Regions from separate parts of the Bombyx mori genome. Here regions 1 and 3 are each linked to region 2. The links are chromatin contacts, called in public Hi-C maps. All regions are on one chromosome and are shown on one strand. Each heading gives the region's core, a stretch centred on a gene start, on an enhancer-like site or on the middle of the called end of the contact. The rest is flanking DNA. Distances are from core to core; before and after follow the strand shown.

The links. Hi-C and Micro-C count contacts between places; a contact is called where the count stands out from the background.
Region 1: a Hi-C map of middle silk gland shows a contact between it and region 2, with 2.4 times the contacts expected there. The contact joins the promoter of LOC101745827 here to the promoter of LOC101742693 in region 2. A contact is called at or near these places in 2 of 7 Hi-C or Micro-C datasets (middle silk gland and whole pupa).
Region 3: a Hi-C map of middle silk gland shows a contact between it and region 2, with 2.0 times the contacts expected there. The contact joins the promoter of LOC100174822 here to the promoter of LOC101742693 in region 2. A contact is called at or near these places in 2 of 7 Hi-C or Micro-C datasets (middle silk gland and posterior silk gland).

What each region holds. Positions count from the first base shown.
Region 1 is chr18:6,651,478-6,655,667 of ASM3026992v2, reverse strand. LOC101745827 (CLK4-associating serine/arginine rich protein) reads left to right here and starts at 2,937. Exons shown (of 15, transcript XM_062673655.1): 1 at 2,937-3,072. The coding sequence starts at 3,046. LOC101745966 reads right to left here and starts at 2,390. Exons shown (of 5, transcript XM_062673657.1): 1 at 2,021-2,390; 2 at 370-500. The coding sequence starts at 487.
Region 2 is chr18:5,697,083-5,701,086 of ASM3026992v2, reverse strand. It overlaps LOC101742693 (protein crooked neck), which reads right to left and starts at 2,730. Exons shown (of 5, transcript XM_038017192.2): 1 at 2,529-2,730; 2 at 2,270-2,455; 3 at 1,809-1,924; 4 at 762-918; 5 at 1-667. The coding sequence starts at 2,567.
Region 3 is chr18:6,551,248-6,555,016 of ASM3026992v2, reverse strand. LOC100174822 reads left to right here and starts at 2,193. Exons shown (of 1, transcript NM_001130876.1): 1 at 2,193-3,769. The coding sequence starts at 2,598.

The DNA.
Region 1 (4,190 bases), core at 1,688-4,187, 950 kb before region 2:
TCCATCAATTCTTGAATGTCATCACTATCGACCTCAATATTGAATTGTTTGGCAATATCGACTAATTCTTCAATAATGCTCTCAATTTGTCCAGAATCTGAGATCGTCGTACGATATATTCGGACCCGTCATAAACGGAACACTATCAAAACGGAGTGAGAAAGCTAATACTGATCAAAAACAAATACCGCGTACTATATCCGAATTGATGGCGTAAGTCGGGCTATTACTTAATATCTCATTTTAATAAAAGTATTATTTAGCTATTATTAGTGACTAATTATCCCCATATTCCGCAGGACGGTATATTAACTGTCGATATATTCATCCATTTCCGAAAGTTGTAAAAACTTTTGTAACTCTTTATACCTTTTTTATATGCTCGACTATTGATCCACTGTTCTATATTTATTAATTCATCATCATCAAGTTCAAGGAACATTTCCAGCAGGTTGTATTTAATGTTTCCTATGTTAATGTCTGACATCGTTTAATATAACCTACAAATAAGATAAAATGACAAACTTCAAAAACATTTTAATTTATTAGCTATTTTGTGACCTGGTAACTAAGACCTTTAAGTCATGTCTTATTTTAATTTATATTATTTTTCGAGACATTAATCAACTGAGCATTTCTCAAAATTGTTGACCGTAATTTTAAAAATCATCTTAAAATATAATATGAATATTTAGGACATATTATGTTAAATACAGCAAGCTAAATCTAGGCCATGCGTAAAATGTGCGCGAAGGACACTGCACCCAGCCCGGACGGCGTCCATGGCCGAGTTTGACTCTTGACGGGGACCGACTCTTGAGGCTTTACAACTCCTGCCTCGAGTCGGGATGGTTTCCTTCCTCGTGGAGGACGAGCAGACTCGTGCTGTTGAGAAAGGAGGGGTGCCCGGCGGATCCCGCCCAGGGCACCGTCCCATCGTATTGCTGGATGAGGTGGGCAAGCTGCTAGAACGCATTTTGGCGGCCTGCATCATCCTGCATCTGGTCAGGGTGGGACCCGACCTGTCGGCGGAGCAGTATAGCTTCCGAGAGGGCCGCTCAATGGTAGACGCGATCCTGCGCGTGCGGGCCCTCTCGGAGGAGGCCGTGTCCGGGGGTAGGGTGGCTTTGGCGGTGTCGTTCGATATCGCCAATGTGTTTAACACCCTGCCCTGGTCCGTGATAGGGGGGGGGGGGCTGGAACGACACGGAGTGCCCACCTACCTTCACCAGCTGGGTGGTTCTAGCCCAGCGGGATATTCTGTAGGATAACTAACTCTAACCGGCGTCAGCCTGCCGACTGAGAGGGCTGGTAGTCGTGGCGCCGACGACCGCCGGTCCGACGTCCCGAGGGGGAGGGGGATGGGAGAGATGTGCTCCGCACTAAACGCTTCACTTTCCCCCCTTTGCCTTTTCATGAGTTCTGTCTCATACAAGATTTGGATGTTGGTTGTTGAGCGACAAGAGGTTTTAGTCAGTTCAACACTGACATACCCCGCCCGCCAACCCCAGTGAAGGGCGGAAGTGCGGCGATTTCCTCCTGAAGAAAGACGCAGACTGTATTATAAATTTATGTTTTTCTATTAGATCATAGATTAAACAACATCTTGAAAAGTTAAAATTGCGAAAAATATAATAAATTAAATTGTTTTAGCAGTACGGAGTATTTTTTGTTACCATTTGAATACTTTCCAATCAAAATGTTTAGTTTTCCTATAAGATAGAAAAAGAAGGATGCTATATTTACTATTTTATTTATCATGAAGTTCTTTTAAATGACTGATTATAGCGTTTCAATTTAAAGAAAAAGAAATATTTATCATAATTATCAGCATAACTTTGGGACAGTAACAAAACAAGAAGCTTGGGTAACAAAATTGGAAATGTAAGGCTTAGCATACACATACTTGATAATATCAAAAAATGAAAATAAAATAAGTAAAAATCAAAACAAAAATTAAAAATTTATTGCGAATATTATGCCAAAAACAAAACATTCATTAAGGAAACAAAACTTATACCTTCTAATGAATCAGTTGGGTCTTCATTATATACTAGTATGGCAACTTTGTCAGATGTGTACTTAGGTTTAAAAACTCCTTTTTTGTTACTTCTCGTTCCGGTTATACGTTACCACGCAAAAGTAATAAAAACAGAAGTAACGAAAGGACGGGTAAGAATTTCAATAAAATACTAATTTTTTTAAACTCAATAGTTAAAACGGTATTTTATATCAAATTGTAGTCCATAAAATTAACTATTCATTAATTTTAATAGAATATTAAGTATCTTGAACTTATCTTCACACAGGGTAACAAAATCCACACTCGCCACAATCGCCACAATGCAGAGGACAACGTTATGTCGCGGCTGTTGTCGCCACCGATTACCGATATGACATCATAACAAAATGGCGATGTGAAATGTCATCAATAGTGCTGCCAAAAGAAAAAAACACTAACTAAATTACCTAGTTTAAAAAATCTTTCGACATGCAAATCGGTAGCAAAATCGGAATTCCATTTTATAATTTTATTAGGGACAATATTATTTTCCGAAAACTGATTAACTTACGACGTATTTCACCATAATATACTAAATAAAACATGTATTCAAATATTCCAAGTAGTGGTTTAAGACTAACATATATTCAGTTTCTTAGAATGTAATGAAATAAATGAGTTCAAAATCATTGCGGTCTCAATGGGACAACCTATTTTCCATAGTACGAAAATGTTGGTTTTTAGATTATTAATTATTTATTGTAGTTACAATTAATTATTTATTGTAGTTATTTATTGTAGTCAACAGTTGATCCTTCTGTTGCTAGTGCATTTGACTCATCACTGTCAAATTTGTCCTCAGGAACAACAGTTTTTTTTTTGCTGGTTCTGATTGTTTACTTATACTTGCTTCAGATATATTAAGGGGTGATGTGGCAATACACAATTGCCTTGCCTTTGTGTTCCTGTGCTGGAGCTACTTGGATAGCTTTGTCATTACTACACCTATTTTCAAGTGGCTGGACATCTGGAAATATGAAATAATGTTAGCAATTTCCAACAAACTTATGGTTTGTAAATATATTATAGGATTATATGTGTACTGTCGTAGTAGTAGTAGTAGTATTTAACTTCCTAGTCATCATTATCAGCCCATATAATATATCCCCTTGCTGGACACTGGCCTTCACTACCATTGAGAGGGTTTTTAGGCCTTAGTCCACCATGCTGGCCTAGTGCTGGTTGGTGGATTACACACCTAAGAAAATCCTAAGAACATTTACGTGTGCAGGTTTCATCACAATGTTTTCCTTCACTGTTAGAGTAAGTAAGTGATATTACACTGTGATAAATTTTCATTATCACAAACTTCCTAGTACCTTATGTAATAGGAACTGAGGTCCACTTGCCCATTTTGGCTACTTCCACTAACTAACTAACTATTCTCATTTTTTCTGATATTGTTATTTGATTAGGAGATCTGTGAGTGTAACGAATTATTGACAGTTACACCTACCTTGACTACAAGATGGCAAAGGTATAATAATACGATACATCTCATTTTTAGTCGTCTCTTCAATTTCCTTGATAATAGTGAGTCTTTGCCGTTTCACAAATGAAGGCCGAGGTTCACTATGAGTGAATTTTCGTTTTCTATCTGCCCGACAATCGAATTTGGATGGTAAACAGTTTGGTTTCATTCGAATTCATTTGATGGAGCTCATTATCTTGTATTGCATATAATTCTCCATGTCGTTTTCCAGCTAAAACATGAAATAATTTTCCAACAATTTCAATACATAACCTATAAAAAAAATATTAAAATGTTATTTTACTAATGTTAGGAATATAATTTCGACTGTGTCAAAATGTTATTATAATGTATACCTACATTATCTCTTGAAAGATAAATAATGAACATATTTACTTATTTGTTTATATTACGTGAACTCTTAACCTATCTTTTTTATACCTTCATAGCGATAGGTATATAGGAGGATGGAAAAAATGTATTTGGTCTAACATTACGCGAATGCACATTATTTTATTTTTTTATTTTTTTAATTAAACTGTATACCAATTAATTGATTCTTCAGGATTTATAATTGCTTTTTTTTCACGATTAAAACCGCGTAGAAAGTTTAGGCATTATAGTTGACGCATGCGCCATAGATTATACACTTATGGC
Region 2 (4,004 bases), core at 1,481-3,980:
TTCGATCTAAATCTTCTGCTTCTAACTCTTCATATAAAGCGTAATTAATCCACAAGTAAATATAACGCCTCCAAAATTGTTTGTCCTTTGAAGGAGGGATATTTGCAATTGCTCTCTCATATGTGTCTCTTATGTCATCTAAATTACCCTCATTCTCCACTAATCTAATATAATCAAACCATGCATCATAATTTGTGGGATTCTCTATAACTTCCTGTTCATACATATACTTTCTCTTATTTACTATTACATCCTCAATGCCAGATCTATCACCATACTTCTTTTCATGAATAGTATAAGCTTTATAAAGTTCTTTATTTCTGTCTTTTGGGACATGATCCAGAGCATATTTGTAAATCACTCTTGCTCTGTCATGTTCTTTTTGATTTTCTTCAAATTTGGCAAACGCTATAAACAGTCTTTCATCTAATTCTTCATCACCAAAGAATTCAACAGCTCTCTCAAAAACTGTCCTAGAGCCATTTATGAAACCATGGTTTTCTTCAAATTTTGCATATTTTATCCAATTCTTTACATCTGGATGCACCATAACAAACTGTTCATAGATTTGTCTAGCCCGTTCAAGTTCTTTGTACCTCAATTCAAAGTTTATGTATGTTTGCCAAGCTTGCTCATCTGGATGCCATTCCATCCAACGTTCAAATACCTGTGAAACAAAAGTAAATTAGAAACCTTGTTTCAGTTACAGTCAGTGACTATTATCATTATACGAGAAATTGTACATGTATAAAAAATATCACCTGTCTTGCTCCAGCTACATTTTCCAACATTTCCTCCATGTAAGTATATTTGTACCAAAACTGAGATACTCTTGGCAGAATTGTAACAGCTCTGTCCCATAGATTACGGGCATGGTTTACCTGTCTGTTCCTCATTTCCATTTCAGTATACTTCAGCCTAAAACCCATGATACGCTGAGAATATTTTGGTGTGGTATAACAGCCTAAAGTACAGGTAGTTAAGGTAGTGTGGATAATTGAAGAGTGACGCAAATTTAACAGTTAAAACTGTAAGAAATTTACCAAGAAAGTCCATGACTTTTACAGATTTTTCAAAGTACAGATTGTTTTATTTGTTAAATAAGTGGCTCTTGGACTAAATAGGCATCAATTTGAGATTGAAGTCTCAATTCCTTTATAAAACAACTGTTGGACAATTCAAACCAAATGCATAACTGTTGAAATAGGCAGGATGATATATTACATGCCAGTTCACAATACATTAATAGAGTATCAATTTTGTAATGACACTTTGTTCTTATTTACTTATGAAATTTCTTCATATCGGGTATGTATTTCCTTAAATATATTGGGCTTTAGGTAGCACAAAGGCTATGAACTCTAGTATAGTTGTATTGGTCATTACAAGTATATCAAACATCTTAACATTTCGTCCACAATTGTCTACAAGTTTACTAACCAAATAAAATTGTAATGTGAACAGAGTGACATAGGAATCTTTTTTATATGTTCTATTATAAGCTGATCTTTGTATGGTAACTCTTTAAGAATTAATTTTTTTCTTCACTGTGACATGAATTTTGTTCTAAAGCCCATGTCTTGAGTGATCCAACAATATGTCCTTGTTCAAATGAGGCTTACAAAGAGTACTCAGTAGTGTGACTAACAATTACTATCAGATGAGCCAAGAATGCAAAAAAAAATTAACACCACAGATTTCTCAAACATTTTTTAAAATAGTCATATGGTTTAAACACTGGCAGTACCAAGAGCACATAAGTTAATAATTTTTCAAATAAAATTGTTAATTGTAATGATAGCTCTCACCATAAGGTAACATTTCTGTGATCCACATCCAAAGCACGCTCATATATTGAACGAGCTCTTTGGATTTGCTTTTGTGATTCTTCCCATTGTGCATATTTAAGCCAGTTCCCAATAACCTGAAAACAAAAACAAAGCATCCATTAAACTAAAATTCGATATTATTATATTATTTGTTGTTTTCTTGAAGAAATACTACTAAATAAAAGTATCCTCATCTGGTTTTCGTCAGTAATGCTCTGAGTAGAAATTGTTTAGTACCCTTCTTATTGTGGAAACAGCATGAAACCTATATTGTTCAAAGGATCGTAATGGCACGAAATCAATTAATGAAATTAATTTGGTGAACTCTATCAGCTAGTAAAACTAAGCATTGGATGGTCTTAAAACTGAGAAACAATTACATTAATAGGAAAAACAGTCATTTATACATTGTAAGCGACTAATAAATTGAATTTACTTACAAGTCTGTTCTTTCTTATGTTGTCCTCAAATGCTTTACGTTTACGATGTTGGTAGTCTCGAAGTTCCTCAGGATCAGATATTTTCTGTTTAGGTGGCGGTGGTAATATCTCAAGGTCTCGTTCTTTGGCTTCCCTAAGTAATTGTTCAGCTGTTATTTGGATTTCTGCTGGTGCTTTATTCTTCACCTAAAAATCGTGAGATCCATGTTAAAATTGGAGTAATATTATTCAACAATACCATCAAACACTTTTTTCGTACCTTTGCCACTTTCGGCATTTTTGTTGTCTTGCTGTCCATGTTAAGTTCTACGTTCTGCACAGTTTATAATTTTTTAGTTCAGTTTAACCTAAATTTAATTTGATTACATACAATAAACAGCTAAGTACAGGAAAGGAAATCTTCAGGTTTTTTTTTTATTTATTGTCAAAATGAGAAGCATAGATTATACACATTTTTAAGAGAAGTGAATACGGTAGGTAGTGGTTAAGGGTGATACCGATATATTAGCATTCACTAAGATATTCGTAATACAGCTTGTATTCGTCTATCGGTAATCCGTCGAATTCTGATATGCTAATATTCCGTATTCACTTATTCATAATAATAGCCAGCTCACATCAGTCGGGTTGTATCTATCCACAGAACACTGTTACTCCTAGCGAAATATCTATCACACGAAAATATACTGACATACGCCGTACGTGTCTCGCGGATATCTGTTTATCACATTCATATCAATGCACTGCATGCGCTAAGAGTAAGTGAGATAATCTACATGTTTATATACTGAGCAATGAAAATAACTATATTTCGCTATGAGTTTAAGGACTATTTTGTATTGCACTTTTTACATGTCAAAGATGCCAGTGGGAATTTTTAAATGCATTACTTTTTATGTTTGTACTAAAGATTCGACTCAAGACAAAATAGTGCATTTCCACATTTATTGGAATAAAATCGGTGAGCTTTATTTTCATTAAATGTTTATATGTAATAAATTATGATGACAATATATTTTTGTGGTAGTAGTTAATTATCTTCTAAGAACTTCTCAAACTATAAATAAAAGTTTGATTTTTGAATCGAAATGACTTTCTAACCAAACGGTTCATGGATTATACTATTAATATAACTGTTGTGTACCTACTAGCCACCTCAGTACCGTATCAGAGGATTTTTTCGAAATCTGGAATACTCATTTCTGAGCGACGTACCGGTCATTCGGTAGAAAAAGTAAAAAAGCTGATGTTTTTATGCACCAATAAGAAATAAATAATATTACTAACTTGTTGTTTATATTAATGTACAATGTTGACCAAATTCTGGTTTAATAATAATATTCATATTAATGTACATAATATTACTTGTAAAATATTTAGTATGAAATCAAATTCCTAGATACAGTATACTATTTATATTAATTTAATAACTAATTTATGTGTATTATCTATGATTATTAACTTATTTCACGAATACCGTACTCGGTTAACTCGTTTACCCGTTTTATCGAAGTATATTAAGATATCAGGATATATTCACGCATTAGTTAAGTTATTATAATATTACATCATGAATATATTCGTATTCGCTAATATTGACAAATATCGGTATTAACCCATCTTTAGTAGTGATATGTAGGTAGTAGGTAGATTTTTTTTTATAAATTTCTAGTGGCTTCGAAACAAAGTTTTTTAAGCCAAGTAGGTAGGTATCTATGATAAATAGCACAGATAA
Region 3 (3,769 bases), core at 944-3,443, 850 kb before region 2:
TGAACTTAGCTAGTGAGGTACTTGTGTACGGCACAGAAATATCGATTTGCTTGAATCATTGTAAATCATTTCTACCGCCTGCTTCCCTGTTCTTATTAACTACTGAGTTGAATCTATATTTATTTAGAAATATTGGCAATTAAATTTATGTATTTAGTTTCAATTAATTTTTTTAAATATAGTAGTATTGAAACTTCATTTCATTCTAACACATCCCTAAGGAATATAGCTCTTAGTATCATATTCGCTGATTTAGTATTTATGAATTATGTTTTTTAACTCCAATTCAAAAATGAGGAGCTCTCAATCCGTCTTGATTTTTTTTTTGTGTTGTTACCTCAGAACTTTTCCTGTACGAACTAACTTTAATTATTCTTATTTTGTTTAATAGTGGTGCTGTTTATGTGATGCCATTTAAATTTTATTAAGATCTGATAGATCTGAAGATTAGTTTTCGAGCTATCCTTAATGATACATATTTTTTTTTTTTTTTTTTTTTTTTTTTATTGCTTAGATGAGTGGACGAGCTCACAGCCCACCTGGTGTTAAGTGGTTACTGGAGCCCATAGACATCTACAACGTAAATGCGCCACCCACCTTGAGATATAAGTTCTAAGGTCTCAATTATAGTTACAACGGCTGCCCCACCCTTCAAACCGAAACGCATTACTGCTTCACGGCAGAAATAGGCAGGGTGGTGGTACCTACCCGTGCGGACTCACAAGAGGTCCTACCACCAGTAATAAAACAGTATTTAACTGACTTCGACTACATTAATGATATTTTCTGTATAGAATTATTTAAAAGAGCACCATAGTGTTAAATTGATTTACTTAATTATAATGAAACACTACAAACGAATATATATCTTAGATAAAAAAATAAAAATAGCAATATTTTTCTTTGCCTTCGAAGGCTGATAGTAGTTGCAGTGCAACTGAGCCTCTACCTAACGAATAACCTAAAACCATATACCTAGATAAATTTAAGTACTTAACCTGAATCCAGTTATATCCTGAAAAAGGACAATCACCTAATTGACTATAGGCTATCTGATACATCAAATCATCAGATATATCTGTCAAGAGCAATGTGTCTAAACACATTGTGATACAAATCTCTAACTTTTTTCAGCATAAAAAGAAAAACTTCATGTAAAATTAGATTGGAAAATGACCAGTCTTAAAAAATTAAGTCAATTAAAATTTATATTTCTTTAATTTGTTTTACTGTATTCAAACATTTATTTCTACCTATTAACTTCAGTATTTTCGAAGGAATCGATCACGAATCACAAATGGAATAAAACGACACAATATAAAATGAAATAAAATATCCCAGTAAAATGGTAGATGAACATTGAAACTACTTACAGTGGATGTTTTGGGAGAACCTGAAAAGTTAGGTCCAACGATTTCCTTTCATTTTCCATACTTGTACACCTTCAGGGATGCTAAACAATGATATACCATCATTTTAACATGTTGAAGTCTGAACTTAAGATGAATTAAGAATATTAAAAAAATTGCATAACCTGATCGGACCGGCTTTTTTGCCGGAAATTCGTGCCGGAAAACAATAACACCACAGACGACTACAAAATGCTAACACACAAGTTAATGACACATTTTTAAATATTTATAGCAATGATATTTATTTTTAATTAGCAGCATAATTAAATTCATGTCGTAATTATATCCAATTAGATTAAATAACATATTTTAAAGCTTATTATTAAAACAGGGTTAGGAAAATAAGAAGTAACTCAAAGCTTTATTCTTATTTGCGGCCCAGCACCACTAAAGCCATTTGGTCGATCCATATATACCCATCTTGGTTTGCCATACACATTGATAGTTTAATTTCGTTAAATATCCCCACGAATGTCACCTAATGCTCATTTAATTTAATGAATGGGGCCATTAAACGTACAACCCCTCTACACCGAAATGTTTTGACAGTTTCACGACAGGCAGAATGGCTGTCTTACCTGTGTGGGCTCTCAATATGCCCTAATAATCATAACGTTTTTTTAAACTTTTGATGGTTCATTTCGGTGGTGCATTTTCATCACGTTAGATTAAATAGCATTAGATTTCAACCCGAAACTAAATTTCCCAACACTATGTGAACAAGACTAATGTTTGTCTTCGTTTATATATATATAAATGTGCATATATTATACTCTCTAAAATATCAATATTAAAGGTTTTTCAATTATATCGTTTAATTAATAAAAAACTTAATAATTGCAGAGTTTTTAAAATACGTTGATGGAGCAGGCATTTTACAGTCGATATGTCATAACTATTCGCTCATGTCTTTCACTTCACTATTAAGACGCCATTTTTGCGTTGAGTTTGACTTGTGTTTCGTACAGTATCTGAAAATTTGATTGTTTCATGGTATTAAAAATAACTGCATATGTTTATTTACAATATTTTGTGCCCAAATGAGATATGTTACTAGTGTATCATAATTTTGGTATATTTTTGTGAACTGTTTACATATAATAGTCTGCGCGGGAAATGTGATTGCGTCCCGTTTCTTTTTCGTCAACAAAAACGTTACCAATAACTAAATCGTAATAAAACACGATGTTGTCCAAAACAATTCTTTCGAAAAACAGGAGGACAAAATCTAAGTTATCAAAAAATTTAGAACGTCTGTTTAAAGAAGGAAAATGCCGCGAGTGTTCTGTAGTGGTTACACGAATGGACTTTGCCAGGATATTGGGAAAATTCACCAAAGTGAAGATTCAGTTTCAAAGCAGTAGCAGCACAGTTAAAGGAAAATCAACTAATCCAAATTTAAAATCAAAGTTAAAGAGTAACGAAAATGGCTTCGTACGAAATGAGGACTATCCTACAAAAGAGAGTTCCAAAGGAAAGAAAATAAATCAATCTACAAATTCTAAAGCAGCAAATATCCTCAAAGAGAATAATAGATTAAAAGAATCTTTAATAAAAGACCGCAATTCTAACTACAATAACATAACTAATAATATAAAAATTAAACACTATCATGTTGTTTTTTCCACACCTAGTAATAGTGATAATAGTGATTCCAAACCAAATACAACATTGGCAGAACTTTTGCTGCAAATTGATGAAAATTTGCTCCCTTCTGATGAGTGGAGTATAGACTATAATCCAAAACCTGCTCTTGAAGAGCCCACAGATGACAAAGTTTATGATAGAATTGCTGCAGAATTGGAAGATTTGATGAACAATGGAAAAACTACATTAAAGACAGAAGAAAAATCAGATGAGTTTCCATCAATAATGGACATTTTAAATGATAAAACAGTAAATAGTAAAGAAATTGAGAAAAGTGATATACCAGACGCTAAAACCAATTTGGAATCTAGTGATGTGGAAGCAATACTACTTGGCGAGCCTACTTCAGGAAGAGAAATTACAGAGTCAACACCCATGGAGGTTGAAAATAATGATGTGAGCAATTTAATTGCTGATGTTGCTCAACTCAACACATTGCAACCGAGTGAAGAGCCAATTAATAATGTGCAAGCTAATGAAAATAGTGACATTGTAAATCCTCACAGCCCCTCAATTTTAGATGAGGCACTTCAAAAAGGAATTGAGGAACATTTACCACCCGAGCCACAAACTATAACTAATGATACAGAATTAACTAAAAATCATGATAAAGAAAATGCAGTAATACCAGAAAAACCCAATGACCAACAATATTTAAACAATGAACCTGTGACGAATAATCAAACTATATATAGTGATATCAAAAATGA